Linked DNA regions of Mus musculus: regions 1, 3, 4 and 5 are each linked to region 2. The links are chromatin contacts, called in public HiCAR-type, HiChIP or PLAC-seq and promoter capture Hi-C maps. All regions are on one chromosome and are shown on one strand. The core of a region is the stretch at or near the end of the contact, and the rest is flanking DNA. Distances in the headings are between cores, read along the strand shown. Region 1 holds the start of Zmat5 (zinc finger, matrin type 5). Region 2 holds the start of Pes1 (pescadillo ribosomal biogenesis factor 1). Region 3 holds the start of Nefh (neurofilament, heavy polypeptide). Region 4 holds the start of Mtmr3 (myotubularin related protein 3). Region 5 overlaps Nf2 (neurofibromin 2).

Region 1 (2,700 bases), core at 1-2,500, 740 kb before region 2:
GCAAGTGTAAAACCTTTTCTCCATACAAACAAACACAAACCATTTAGTCTCTGTAGTCAAATCTTAATTTATCTCTAGATGTTAATTCCTATTTTTGTTTCTTGGTTTGGTTTGGTTTTTCAGGACAGGGTTTCTTTGTGTAGCCCTGGTTGTCCTGGAATTTGTAAACCAGGCTGGTCTTGAACTCTGAGACCCACCTGCATCTGGAGTGCTGAGACTAAAGGCACCCACAACCGAGCCCACCTCTTAATTCTACCTTTCTTGCACACTTCTGCTAGCTTGCTCTGTCTATCCTACCTACCAAAATGCATCTCAAATCTGACCATTATTCTAAACCTCTCTACTCTAAATTACCTACCTCTGCAATTTCTTCTCTTCAGTTTTTGCTCTAGCAAGAAGTCAGAACGATAACATTAAAATGTAAATAGACCTCAAAGCATTCCAGCTTAAACCCATTCAGTGACTCCCTAGTGCAATTAGGAAAAGAATGACTCCTTACCCAGGACGGGATTCAAGGCCAGACTAGAGATGACTTCAGGCCACCTACTCATTAGAGGCCACTCTACACTTTCTCAAGCACCCCAGCAGTGCAGTTGCCTCTAGAAACATTATCCTGTTTACCCTGCTACAATATATTCAGTCCTCCATTAAGCGGCTACTCAGGTTTAAAGAGCAAGCAATCCGTCCAAGCATTTGGGTTTTCTCTTTTACAAAGTATTAGTTTCCAGAAGTGCTGGGCTTCCCCATCGCCCACGCACCACGGCCAGAGCGCTCCAGGAGAGCTGGGAACCTTTCTTTTACTGGGGATCATCTCAAGACCCCGAGGGGATACTCAGAAAAGTACGGTGCCTTTTACAACCAGGTCACCCATCTCCGAAGCCGGGGTTCTTGGCTTTAAAGCCTACGCTCTGGAGAACAGGAAGCAAGTGCAAAGCCACTTTCCCCCCTGAGACGTGGCTTAAGAGTTAGAACTGCAGGACCCGACTTTTGCCACCCCCAAACCTACATCTGGAGTAGGTTCAAAGGACGTTAGGCAGAGAGTCGAGATGCAGCCACAGAAACTCAGGTTCCCTGCCTCTGTATTCACTCCCCATGCCAGAAAAAGCGGATAGCGCGGACTTAGAATGAAATGCCTACTCTTCTGATTGGGAAAAGAGCCTAAAACTTGGACGCGGATGTCTCACCAAAGATACCTGGTTCCGGGCTCCTCCTCTTGAGTCCTCGCGTTGCGCTCTGCTCGCTGGGATTTGTAGTCCTTCCTAAGGTACCGAGAAGGCGGAATACGAAGGCGAGACAGCACTGGGGAAGATGGGTAAGCTAAGGGGCTTTCGGGACTTGTAGTTCAAAATAGCCAAACGCAGGAAATGGTTGAGGAGAAAAACTGAGAAATAAGTCTTATCAAATTTTGGTTGTGTGGAATATGAACATTGTAATAAACTGTTACCCTGTGCACATTATCAGTTTCTTTAATGGTTCAAAATGTCGACTCTGAGATACAGAGAAACTACAATTCCCATAAAGCAGGGCGCGTTGAAACTTTTGGAGCAAGACATTGGGTTCTACGCAAGCGCAGTGGCGCGAGTTCGGCAGTGAGGCAACATGTCGTCGCCGACGATCCCTTCGCGCCTGTACTCCTTGCTGTTCCGCAGAACTTCCACCTTTGCCCTCACCATCGCAGTGGGCGCCCTGTTCTTCGAGCGAGCCTTCGATCAGGGCGCAGACGCGATCTACGAGCACATCAACGAGGGGGTGAGGGCCTGGGCCATCCTGACCTTGGGCCCGCCTGAAGGGTGACTGGGAGGGAGGTAGGACGGAACTCAATCAAGTCTTACCAGGTCTGGGGTGAACTGTGCCCGTTAATACATCTATTTCTCTTGACATGGTGCGAGGCCTAATTGGTATGTCCTGTCACACAGTTCCACATATTCATTTGCGAAAGCTAACTCCTGACTCCTGAGACATCAGAGGACTTACGGGTCTGAACCACTCCATTAAGTCGGTGGTGAGTTGGAACTCCGACCCCTGCCGTCCTTGCTAGTTTCAAGGGCAGATTTCAGCAAGGCAGTCGTTAAAAGTAGGTCTCCTTAGACCATGTGGCTGACCTTTTAAAATTGATGTTTCAGTTCCGAAGGCCGCCCACGTAGGCTCTTTGGATTAAACGTGAAGACTATGAAACCTCAAGCCCTAACTGGCAATACTGGACTTAAAGCACTTAACCGTGGTATTGAATAAAGGTCATAGTGGATCAAAGATCCTGGGATACAGATGAGGTGCTACCGTTCATACTTAATGATACCACTGAAAGATAGCATCCTGGGAAAATGTGGGGATGAATATAAAGTAGGAAATGGCGAGCCCTCTTTGACTTAACTGTCCCACACTCTGTGCATGTTTTATGTCAAAGGTTGTGAGAGTATTGGGGAAGGTATGTTACTGATGGCCAGCATGTTCATCGACTGGTTTCTTTTTCTCGAGACAGGGTTTCTCTGTGTAGCTATTGCTGTCCCGGAGCTAGATGGTAGACAAGGCTTGGCCTTAGACTCACCCTCCTGCCTCTGCCACCTGAGTGTTGGGATTGTAGGCCTGAGCCACCACCGACCAGCTCCTTCACTGAGTGGCCTTCCTTCTTGCCTTCCTTCCTTTCTTACCTCTTTTGGTTTGTTTTTAAATTTTGTTGTTTTAATTTTATTTGCTTATGTT
Region 2 (2,700 bases), core at 8-2,507:
CTCAGATCAAGTCACTTACTTTCTTTGTCTTCTCCACTCAGAATAAGTTCCAGCCTCACATGATACGGCCCCAGCCTCACCTAGACAGCACCTCACTTATTTACATCTCACAGCCATGCTACTGTCTGTCCAAAACCCTGCACACCACCTGCCTCTCTTTCCTACTGGCCGTGGAATTCACTTCTGTTTTCTCTGCTAAGCACTTCTGAATGAAAAAAGAAAAACAGCAAGCTTTCACATTAATTATGATTAAGAAGCTTAAACTTGGGAAACAAGGTTGCATAGGAAGAAGAAACTGTCTCTAATCTGAGACAACAGAGCTAAAACTGCACTGACTTCTGCTTTTAACCTGCTCACCCTTTCCCCTTTTCTAAAGAAAAAAAAAAAAAAGGTCATTTTCTCCCTTGAGAATTGAGCACCACCAATATCACACGGATAGCAAGTTCCATCTGCTAAAGATAAAACTATCATAACCAGAGCCTGTAAAGGAACAAAAGGGTCATCCTAAAATATAAGATTGTGACAACGCCTAACCCCATATAAACCATCAAACACAGAGACGGCTAAGAGACGGCTGGAAGCTACAGCTGCACGCTGATATTAGTCTCTCCTTTCTCTGAGTGCCGAGAATTCTCTTAGGGGAAGGTTGGGGACCATCCACACTTCCCAACATTTTCATGCCCCAGACTAAAGTGTTCTTTAAGTACTGATTTCCACTAAAATGCTACGTCAGAAGAGGACCTACAAGACAACACTAATCGGATTAAGCGCCTGTTGATACTCTCCACTCTACTGCTCCTCCCTCCCTCCCTTTCTCAGGAGCGCACTTAAAAACCCTTAGCCACTTTATCTGAAGTTGACACTGGGAAAGCGGGGCCGCATCTGACTGCTTACTTCTCAATTCCCAGTACCTAGGACCGGGCCTGGCTCAATTAAGAAAGTCCCAAGTCTTGATAATGAATTCTACGTCCCGTTGGTCACTGATCACTCTTTTGGCGGCTCCGCCTGTCTCCACAACTCCTTCCACAGAAAGCCCGTCACAGTTCTTCCCGGCTTCCAGGGGCCTACGTGCAGAAGGTTCGCTCCGGCGGCCGTCTCAAGACTTCTCGGTCCCCAGAGGCCAGGGAAAGTGATAAAGCCGGAGCTCCGACCTCCGCTGGAACTCACTCACCTTCTTCTTCTCCAGACCTCCCATAGCTCCACGTTGAGAAATTCAAGGCAGCCAGAACACCAGAGCTACTTCCTCCCGCACGTGCCCTGCCTAGGGCCCTGAAGGACCCCACGCCGCCAGCTGAGGGCTGTCTGAAAATATGCCTGTACAAATCCAGAGAAAGTTGTGCTTTTGGCGACCTCGTTATTTACAACCAAATTCTCTAAAGCTCAACAATTGTGGTAGTTCTTTCAGTTCTTTTCTTAGTTACCAAAATCTATAGACAAGCTTTAAAGCAACATGGAAATTTAGGCAGTTTTATAAGCACCCTAGACACGGTTGTTTGAGCACGCGAGCCCCAGTGCATTTTGGGATACAGCAGGACTGAAGGGATGGGAGACAGACAGCCCGGAGCCTTCTGGGATTCAGAGAGCTCTGTAGTTTGGCCTCTAATCCAGAGATCCGCCTGCCTCTGCCTCCAGAGTACTGGGATTAAAGATGTGTGTCACCACGCCTGGCTGATGTTTTCTTTAAAAACCAAACCAACCAAACAAACAAACAAAAACAGAAATGCTCACTAAACCTAAAGCTACTAGTTTTTGTAATGCTAGGCCAGTGAGTTTAAGGGAGTTCAATTGTCATGGCAACGGTTGCTAGGCGTTGTAAACCCAGCTGACCAGATTTTGCCTTGTTGACCTTAGATTCAGCTGCACCTAGTTTGTTCAAGTTAGAATAAAATAGAGCAAAGGCCGACCTTTGACCTCCCACGGACACGGAGAGGGTCTAAGGAACTGCTTATATTTGGGGAATGAGTTGAGGCAGAAGGGACGGATCTCTGTGAGTCCGAGGCTAAGTTCCAGGACAGCGAGGGTATTGAGTGACGCACTGTCGAAACAAAACAAAAATGAAAAGAAAGAAAAATAATGGAAGGCATAGCATGATGGTGGTGCCTGTAATCCCAGCACACAGGAGTCTGAGGCTGGGAGAGCACAAGTTTCAGGCCAGCCTGTGCTAGAGATAGTGTTTCAAAACAACAAAACCAAGAAAACAAAACAGGACTGAGGAGATGGCCCAGTGGACAGAATTCCTGACATGCAAGCATAAGGATATGGAGTTCAGATCTGCAACACACACATAAAAGTTGTGCGCACATTTAAAACATATCATTCCATCTATAAAGATAATTTTTAAACTTATGAGATCTGATGATAGGTTTAAGTCAGTCTTAAAGGTGGTAATTTCATGTTTATAAAAAAGTTAAAATTTATGACTTTTTTATCAATTTCCTTTAAATTTTATTACTTTTACTTCAAAATGTTAAAAAAATTCTTGGTTTTCTGCTTAAAGTCATGTATAGCTGAAATGTAACTTTGAAAGATGAGTTTAATAAGAATGAACATTCTCTTTATCAGTATTTATAAGAGTGGTTTTGTATACTTGATACAGTAAGCATATTTATCTCTTTAAAAAAGAAACTGTGATTTCCATATGTTGAATATATATTTATACTAAAATAAAGTACCAAAATCCAAAAAAAAAAAAAAAGTTGT
Region 3 (2,700 bases), core at 128-2,627, 980 kb before region 2:
AACCCTTCCCATCCGAGGAGCGGCTGCTGTCCGTGGTGCTGAAGCGATAGCGGCACGGGCGGCTCCGTCCACTAACACCGCTTTTGACCGGAAAACCAAACCAAGAACGAGCCGTATAATAAAGCAAGAGCTCCAAGTCTAAGCCCCTCCGCCGTCCCCGCCCTTTCACCTGAAGCCTCAGTAGGGCTCATGATGGAGGTCGGTGGACTTTGGTACTGAAAAACCACTCCACCACTTCCTCGGAGCATGAAAGGGGATGCTTACGGCAGTACTGGTTCATCTATTCTGGAAAAGGAATGAGATGCCAAGATAAAGCAGAAAAATCGGGCAAGGAAGGGAGAAAGACAAAGTTCTCAGGTGAGAGGAACTGGTTACTATTCCGACTGGCAATATGTGGGTTCTCCTCCCCAAAATCAGCCAGACATTTCCCAAGTTCGAACCTCCTAGGGGCACATGGGAGCTTGGAGCTGCATCTTGTCTCTTGCACACAAGGGAAAACCAAACATAGGAGAACACAATTTGTACAAGGTCATTCAGCTAGCGAAGCACAGAAGCTAACCCCACCCTGTGGCAGAACTTGGCTTCGGTGTTGAGGCTCTTGCTGCCTACTGAGGGACCCCCTGTTCTTCGTAGGCAGTTTTCCTTTCCGGGCAAGAGGAGACTCCACTTTCCAGTCGTGGCCACTGGAATTTTTAGAGAGCACCACGTTCCTCTCACCCAGCGCTCCCTTTCTCCGTCTGCAGTGTTCTCCTTCTCAGGGTAGCTTTGCGGTCCTTTCAAACTCCACGCCCACCCCAACCCCAACCCCGAAGCCAGCTGTACAGTTCCTTAAGCCCCTTTGGGTGGCCCAGGGCCGCTGTAGTATCTGGGGAACACTGCACCGCCAGCTAGAAGGTCCCCATTTATCATCAGTAGCATCCATCATGCAACCCCATACAGAATCCCTTCGTGGGTGACTGCAGTCTGCACTCCTCATCTCAAGGTCCTCTCTAACTATCAGGGAACCAACCCTGTGCTGCTTCTCAAGTGGGGGTGTCCTCTCATAGTAATCACTGCAGTCTCCCACTGCTTCAACCCGAAGGCGCCCTGACCCATCAGTTCTGCAATCCTCTCCCTATTTCCAGTGCCCTCTCTTATTCTGAGGGTCTTATTCTGACTAATAGGGTCTTCCGACATGCACCTGGAGGTCTGCACTTGTCCGCTCCGGAAGTCCTTTACTCCTTGGTCTGACCTCGGGAGGCTCTACTGACGATGCGTCGATTCCCCTTCACTCCTGGGTCGTCCCCCCCAGCCCCGCCCCTCTCACTGCGGAGAAGCCGGTCGGCCCGGGGCCGCGGGGGAGGAGGTGGAGAGGGTGGGGCCCTCCTCCCCAGCCCCCCACTGCCGAGGGGCCGGACCGGGCCACCGCGGATATAAAAGAGCCGGAGTCCCAGAGCTGCCGCAGTGCTGCCTGCCCCGTCCCAGCCCCGCACTCCCGCTCCGCTGGCGGCCGCACCTGCTCCGGCCATGATGAGCTTCGGCAGCGCCGATGCGCTGCTGGGCGCCCCGTTCGCGCCGCTGCACGGAGGCGGCAGCCTGCACTACTCGCTGAGCCGCAAGGCAGGCCCGGGCGGCACGCGCTCCGCGGCCGGCTCCTCCAGCGGCTTCCACTCGTGGGCGCGGACGTCCGTGAGCTCCGTGTCCGCCTCACCCAGCCGCTTCCGCGGCGCCGCCTCGAGCACCGACTCGCTAGACACCCTAAGCAACGGCCCAGAGGGCTGCGTGGTGGCGGCGGTGGCGGCGCGCAGCGAGAAGGAGCAGCTGCAGGCTCTGAACGACCGCTTCGCGGGCTACATCGACAAGGTGAGGCAGCTCGAGGCGCACAACCGCAGCCTGGAGGGCGAGGCGGCGGCGCTGCGGCAGCAGCAAGCCGGCCGCGCCGCCATGGGCGAGCTGTACGAGCGCGAGGTGCGCGAGATGCGCGGCGCCGTGCTGCGCCTCGGGGCGGCGCGCGGGCAGCTGCGCCTGGAGCAGGAGCACCTGCTGGAGGACATCGCTCACGTCCGCCAGCGGCTGGACGAGGAGGCCCGGCAGCGTGAGGAGGCGGAGGCGGCGGCGCGCGCCCTGGCGCGCTTCGCGCAGGAGGCGGAAGCGGCGCGCGTGGAGCTGCAGAAGAAGGCGCAGGCGCTGCAGGAGGAGTGCGGCTACCTGCGGCGCCACCACCAGGAGGAGGTGGGCGAGCTGCTCGGTCAGATCCAGGGCTGCGGGGCCGCGCAGGCGCAGGCTCAGGCCGAGGCTCGCGACGCCCTCAAGTGCGACGTGACGTCGGCGCTGCGGGAGATCCGCGCGCAGCTCGAAGGCCACGCGGTGCAGAGCACGCTGCAGTCCGAGGAGTGGTTCCGAGGTGCGCGGGAGCGCGGGGTGGGAAGGGGTCGCCCCCTCCTGGCGGAGCAGTGAGCAGCCCGAGAGGACTCCTCTCAGAAGTAGCTAGACCCGCTGCGAGGTGCATGCCACCTGACAAAGTAGCGGTTTTACCCAGACCCTCCCTTGGGGCGCCCCAACTCTGGATTTTCCTTTAGAAAAAGGAAACCACCCTCCACATTTTTTATGTCTGTAATTAAACACCGGGGCCAACCCCTGTGCCCCACACACTGTTAGACCCCAGATTCAGACTGATCTCCCATCTGAAATGGAGCAAGCCCCGTCTGGACCCAGCGTATC
Region 4 (2,700 bases), core at 12-2,511, 630 kb before region 2:
CTGTGATGTAGTGCCTTCCTTGACCTTCCTTGAGATTCTGTGATGTGGTGGGTAGCCCAGAGAGTAATAGGACAGTTTGTGTTGTTATCTGGGCCTGGGTTTGAAGTTTAAGTTAAATTCAACTTATTCTGGGTTTTACTTTTTTTTTGTTTGTAAAATAAAGATAGGCCTGACCATTTATGAAGATTCAACTAGATAAATATAAACACTTGCTCTTCCATAATTAGGAGATTTGTCTGGCTATTGTGTTGTGCAATTTTAGGTTCTGGAGACATAATGACAAATAAGACAGCATCCTTTTTTTCTAATTATTCTTAAACTCCAGTGGGGGCAGAGAGGCAATAATGTTGAATACAAAGAAACAAATAATGGGGGGGGGGAGATAAACAATTTAACAAATACAGGGATAAATTTCATTTACTTGTCTTCTGATAAAAAATCAAGGTCATGTTAAAATTCATCTAAGGAAGTGAAATATCTTTGAGGATTTGTTAGGACCTAAGCCAGTAGATCTCAACCTTTAAACGCTGTGACTTTAATATAGTTCCTCACGTATGCTGACTCCCAACTTACTTTCCTCGCTAATTTATAACTGTAATTTTCTACTACCATGAATCATAATGTAAATATCTGAGGTTCAGGATATTTGAGACCCCGAGGACTGCTGACCTAAAATAAGGTATTACAGTGTTAGACTATGGGGCTCTTCTGGAGGCCAGTCAAAGTAGGGATTCTTTTCCCCCTTGCTTTTCTTTGAGCACTGAGGTTTTTTTTATTAGGAGCTGGCGTTGAGGCAGTTTGAACTTGTATTCTGGGCATAACTTATAGCACACTATATTTACATGCACGGTATTAAGTTAGTTTTATATTGACTATACTTGCTGGGGATATAATATCACTACTGTTCTTAGTTTTAATAGAAAGTAGAGTAAGCTGAAGTGCTGTCTTGGTCCATTAAGTTGGAAAAGAAGCCTGAAAAATCTTTCTAAACCTTGTTTTTCTTTTTCTTAATTCGTAACGGTTTATTTATTCACTTCTCATTTTTCTTTTCTTCCTCCTGACGCTTCTCTGCAGCCACAGTCTGGTGACTTGCAGCCCCGCCCACATCCTGGGGCGTGACCAACGAGCCAGGCCCCGCCCTCGCCCATCCCGTGACGGCCAGTCTTCCCCCCCGCCCCCCATCCCACAGCGGACAGCGCGCCGGAGCGTGCGCGCGCGCCCCCGCTCTCAGCTCCGATCGGTCTCGGGAGCGCGCTCTGTGTGGCCGCTGCCGCCATGTTGTTGTGGTTGTGAGAAGGCGGCGGCGGCAGCGGCGGCGGCGGCGGCGGAGCAGCCGGCGGAGACGCTCCAGCGGCCCAGGCGCTGGCCCCCGCCGACCCTGGCTGGCAGCCTCCTGGGGTGGCGGAGGAGGCCCTGCGGTGGCGGGCCTCGCCATGTCCTGCCGCCTGGTAAGAAGCCCACCCTCCGGCTCTGGTGGCGAGGAGGTGCTGGAGGAGGGGCGGACCTGGGCCGAGTGCGGCGGCTGTCACCGGCCGGGGAGGCGGCGGCGGGCCGAGGGCTGGGTTGGCCGCGGCCTCCCGGGGCAAGCTCTCAGAATGGAGCACCGAGGCCCGGTCGGGCGAGTCGGGGGAGGCGGGGTCGCCGAGCTCGGCGGCCATCCTGAACCTGGCGGTGGGTAACACTCGGAGTGTTGGGAGCTGCGGCTGGGGCGCCCTGGAAAACGCTCCCGGGCCTCCGGGAGGTGAGCGTGTGGCCCGAGGCCCTGGTCGAGACCGTGGGAGTCCTTAGTGGCGAGAGGCCGGAGGTCGTGCTGTTGGAAACCACGGGCGAGCTGTGCGGGCCTCAGCCTAACTGCAGCAGGGCATCCTCCTGACCTGGTAGTGCTTGAAGGGGAACGAAGGTCCAGGGGTGGTTGGAGGAGCTCGGGGAACACTGCTCAAGTAGCTCTGCAAAAGATCAGTATTATTTCTTGGGTTGAAATTGTACTGGATGTATTGCATTTCATGACCCAAGATGGTATTGTTGGGGCCAGAAAACTTATTTCAAAAATTGGAAGTAGAGTTTGCACACTCTGTTAGGCCACCAGGAGTCAGATCATCTCACTTGTGAGTTTTACACACAGGTTTCTGTTAGATATTAATGTTCAGTCATTGTCAGAATGAAGTTTACGTTTTTATTCTTCTTACTATCTTGACATCCACTTGGCTTTTTGACATTTAGGGTCTTTTTTTTTTTTTTTTTTGTATTAAAAGTGCATGTGTTCTTGTAGTGGAGGCTCAGCCTCGTTCCTCTTGTGAACAGTGAGCCGTCAGAAGTTACGATTGAATGGTAGATGGTTCTGTATCAAAATGATCTTGTTTGTGGGGATGTGAAGGAGGCCTTCTTTGAGATTCTGCAATGTTTCTGTGTTTTTTACTTGGAAACCAAATAACATGCGTTGATGGCCAGTGAAAGACTTCTTTTCCATGCTTGACTGAGTAGAAGAGTTTACAGAATGACACCGTTGTGGGTAAACACTATGCAATATGTTATTAAACTAAATTTGGAAGCTTCTAGAAGGTTAGAGTGATTGCCTATGAAGACATATTTCACCCCTACCATTTTTACTTTTTAGGTAACTGTGAGCAGCATAATGAATTTGTTCACAAGGCATCAGAACACATTTTATCAAATTAAATGTTGTATAGCTGAACGTATGTC
Region 5 (2,700 bases), core at 190-2,689, 840 kb before region 2:
TGCATCAGCAGTGTATGTGATTTCTGGTTCTTCCGCCTGCCTGCCAACACTTGGCATTCTCTCAGGGTGAATTTTTAAATCCATTCGAGAGTGTTTCGAGATGAGAGAGAGGACAAGAACAAGGTCACAGGGAAGCTTGAGTTAAATACTTCAGTACTTTTACCTCTCAGGGAGTTTTCTGCAAGTCACTGCTGCATCCAGAGCTTGCTTTAAGCTCGACTTACAACACAGAAGCATTCACCTACTGGCCTGGGTTTTATGGCTCAGATAGTTCTTGCCTTAATCTTCAGCAGTAACCCAAGAGATAAAACCAGGAAAGTGGGTGTTGTCAGCTTCTAGAGAGGCCCCTTCATTACTGAAGCTCTAGGTTAAGGAAGTACACAGAGACAGGCAGTGACTTCGTGCATTTGAGGTCGGAAAGAATGAATGCACTGTGGCTTTGTTTTTTCTTTCTGCCAATGCCGGGGATGGAACCTAGAGCTTTGCGCATGCGGAGTGAGTGCTTTGCTGCTGAGCTACACTCCCAGCCCCCACGTTCTTTTTTTTAAATCACTTGAGACAGATGTCACTATTTACCAAGGCCAGAGTGTGAAATTGAAGCCAAGAGTCAGTGTAATGAATCTGTTTTCTTATTTTCACGGGGATGGGAATCTCTGGGTTGAGAAAAGTGTTGCTGTGTCTGGTCTGTCTCATCTTCTGCAGGTCCCTTCTATCTCACCAGAGGCATGCTCAGAATATTTGACTTGGCAAGAGTCTGTCCTTCATCCTTGTCACTTAGCCCTAATAATGGTGTCTTCTATTCTCCTCACAGGGATGAAGCTGAAATGGAGTATTTGAAGATAGCTCAGGACCTGGAGATGTATGGTGTGAACTACTTTACAATCCGGGTGCGTTGACTCCTTCCCCAGTTCCCTGGCTCTCAGAAAGACTGAGTCGAGGCCACACAGGCAGATGGGTCACTTCCTCATCCCAGGGTGCTTAGAGTCTTTATGGTTCAGTAGTAAAGAAGAAACGGGAAGACAAGGTCGAGAGCCTGGTTTCATTTGGGGCTTCGAATTAGATCAGAAATAGATCAAATTAAGTGTCATTGGTACCCTGAGGGACTCAGGCCCGGTTCTCTTCTTAGCAGAGACCTGTTGGAATGCTGGCCATGTAATGTTTGATTATTCCGGCCTCTTGGGAAATCCAAGGAGCACCTGGAAATAATGTCTTTCCCCGGGGCCCACTGCTCTTAGAGATTCCTAATTTGTTTGGGTGGAACTCTTGTTCTCACTGTGAGGCTAATTAGTTTTCTATTCAGACCATTAATGGTCTGCAGGCCTCCGGGAACCATGCCTCTGCAGAGAAAGGCATTTGTGTTCTGTTCAGGTCTGGCCCTAGAGCGTGTTTCTCGCTCGTTGGGGGATTTGGCTGCTGGCTGCGGTATTCATGGCTTCCTCCAGAGGAGCACATGCCAAGTACCGGGCTTTTCCTCACTGCTGGGTGGCGGGTGCCAGGAAGCTTGGCTACAGAGGAGTAGCCATTGAAGGTCAGCTGCAGCCATCCCCTGGACTATCCCACAAACTCTTTGCTTCCCCCTTTTGGGGTCCTACAGACAGCCTTTATGTTAACGTTGAGTAAATTGAATTAAGCATGATTTCAGTATTCTAGGATAGCTTTCTACTTAATTTGTTTCCTAAATGCAGGTTTTTGTGGATTTTTTTTTTTTTTTTTTTTTTTTGCATTAAAAATCAGGGCATAAGCCGGGTGTGGTGGTGCACGCCTTTAATCCCAGCACTTGGGAGGCAGAGGCAGGCAGATTTCTGAGTTCAAGGCCAGCCTGGTCTACAGAGTGAGTTCCAGGACAGCCAGGGCTACACAGAGAAACCCTGTCTCAAAAAAAACCCAAAAGGCTGGTGAGATGGCTCAGTAGCTAAGAACACTGACTGCTCTTCCAAAGGTCCTGAGTTCAGGAACCACATGGTGGCTCACAACCACCGGTAATGAGATCTGACGCCCTCTTCTGGTGTCTGAAGACAGCTACAGTGTACTTATGTATAACAATAAATAAACATCTTAAAAAAAACTTTAAAAACAAAACAAAAAACAAACAAACAAACAAAAAAACCAGGGCACACTGAAATGTACTACCACAATAAGCAAGGGCCTAAAAGATATTTTACTTGTAGCAGGACCTGAGTTCAAGTCCCAGCTCGTGGTTTGGGAGGCTCACAATTGCCTGACATTCCAGCTCCAGGGGATCTGAGGCCTGTGGATTCTGAGGGCACTTGCACTTATGTGCACAGACACAGAAATACGTAACTAAAAACCATCAAAATAAGAACAAATCTTTAAAAAAATAAGAATAAAAAAGAATGCAGAAGGTTGTTTCTCGTGTGTCATGAGGGCCAGTGAGATGGAGTAGTAGATAGGCAATTGCTGCCAGGCCTGACATGCTGAGTTCAGGTCATGGAATTCACACGGTGAAAGGAGAGAACTCTTGTTCTTACTGTACGGCACATGGTCCTATGATCTTCACATGTGTGCTGTGGCATAAGCATGCATTCACACAACACACACAAATTAGTAAGTATTAAATAATTAAAAGTTTTATTAGTTTGTGTTTGACATCTGTTTCTTTGAGGTTAGACTAATGCATTTCTGTGGTTTTGTCTCTTGCCCACCACCAACATTAATTGTTTAAAAGAAAAAAGCATTTGC

Evidence for each region. Promoter capture Hi-C pulls out the DNA fragments that hold promoters and counts their contacts. HiCAR-type assays count read pairs that join an accessible place to other places. HiChIP or PLAC-seq counts read pairs in DNA pulled down with a chosen protein or histone mark.
Region 1: a contact with region 2 is called in a promoter capture Hi-C map of liver, with 2.9 times the contacts expected there. The contact joins the promoter of Zmat5 here to the promoter of Pes1 in region 2. A contact is called at or near these places in 4 of 39 promoter capture datasets (the 3T3-L1 cell line, liver and pre-B cells) and 1 of 9 other capture datasets (macrophages).
Region 3: a contact with region 2 is called in a HiCAR-type map of astrocytes, with 4 times the contacts expected there. The contact joins the promoter of Nefh here to the promoter of Pes1 in region 2. A contact is called at or near these places in 2 of 39 promoter capture datasets (hippocampal neurons and liver) and 1 of 115 datasets of contacts at active chromatin or transcription factors (astrocytes).
Region 4: a promoter capture Hi-C map of pre-B cells shows a contact between it and region 2, with 1.9 times the contacts expected there. The contact joins the promoter of Mtmr3 here to the promoter of Pes1 in region 2. A contact is called at or near these places in 6 of 39 promoter capture datasets (the 3T3-L1 cell line, the HPC-7 cell line, hippocampal neurons and 2 more) and 1 of 115 datasets of contacts at active chromatin or transcription factors (extraembryonic endoderm stem cells).
Region 5: a contact with region 2 is called in an H3K27ac HiChIP or PLAC-seq map of embryonic stem cells, with 13 times the contacts expected there. The contact joins the enhancer-like site here to the promoter of Pes1 in region 2. A contact is called at or near these places in 4 of 39 promoter capture datasets (the 3T3-L1 cell line, hippocampal neurons and liver) and 2 of 115 datasets of contacts at active chromatin or transcription factors (both in embryonic stem cells).

What each region holds. Positions count from the first base shown.
Region 1 is chr11:4,703,206-4,705,905 of GRCm38.p6, reverse strand. Zmat5 (zinc finger, matrin type 5) reads right to left here and starts at 1,250. Exons shown (of 6, transcript NM_026015.3): 1 at 1,185-1,250. It overlaps Uqcr10 (ubiquinol-cytochrome c reductase, complex III subunit X), which reads left to right and starts at 1,562. Exons shown (of 2, transcript NM_197979.3): 1 at 1,562-1,749. The coding sequence starts at 1,600.
Region 2 is chr11:3,962,532-3,965,231 of GRCm38.p6, reverse strand. It overlaps Pes1 (pescadillo ribosomal biogenesis factor 1), which reads right to left and starts at 1,257. Exons shown (of 15, transcript NM_022889.3): 1 at 1,172-1,257. The coding sequence starts at 1,195.
Region 3 is chr11:4,946,741-4,949,440 of GRCm38.p6, reverse strand. Nefh (neurofilament, heavy polypeptide) reads left to right here and starts at 1,377. Exons shown (of 4, transcript NM_010904.3): 1 at 1,377-2,383. The coding sequence starts at 1,507. It also overlaps a transcript of Ap1b1 not described here.
Region 4 is chr11:4,593,351-4,596,050 of GRCm38.p6, reverse strand. Mtmr3 (myotubularin related protein 3) reads left to right here and starts at 1,261. Exons shown (of 19, transcript NM_001373897.1): 1 at 1,261-1,448.
Region 5 is chr11:4,801,865-4,804,564 of GRCm38.p6, reverse strand. Nf2 (neurofibromin 2) reads left to right here. Exons shown (of 17, transcript NM_001252250.1): 7 at 812-887. Among named protein-coding and RNA genes, the nearest start is that of Nf2, 46 kb to the left of the region's middle. Within about 2 kb of position 1,439, at least 95 of the 459 cell types and tissues checked have an H3K27ac peak or open chromatin away from gene starts, as enhancers often do. A contact at or near this core is called in embryonic stem cells and hippocampal neurons, where this site is marked.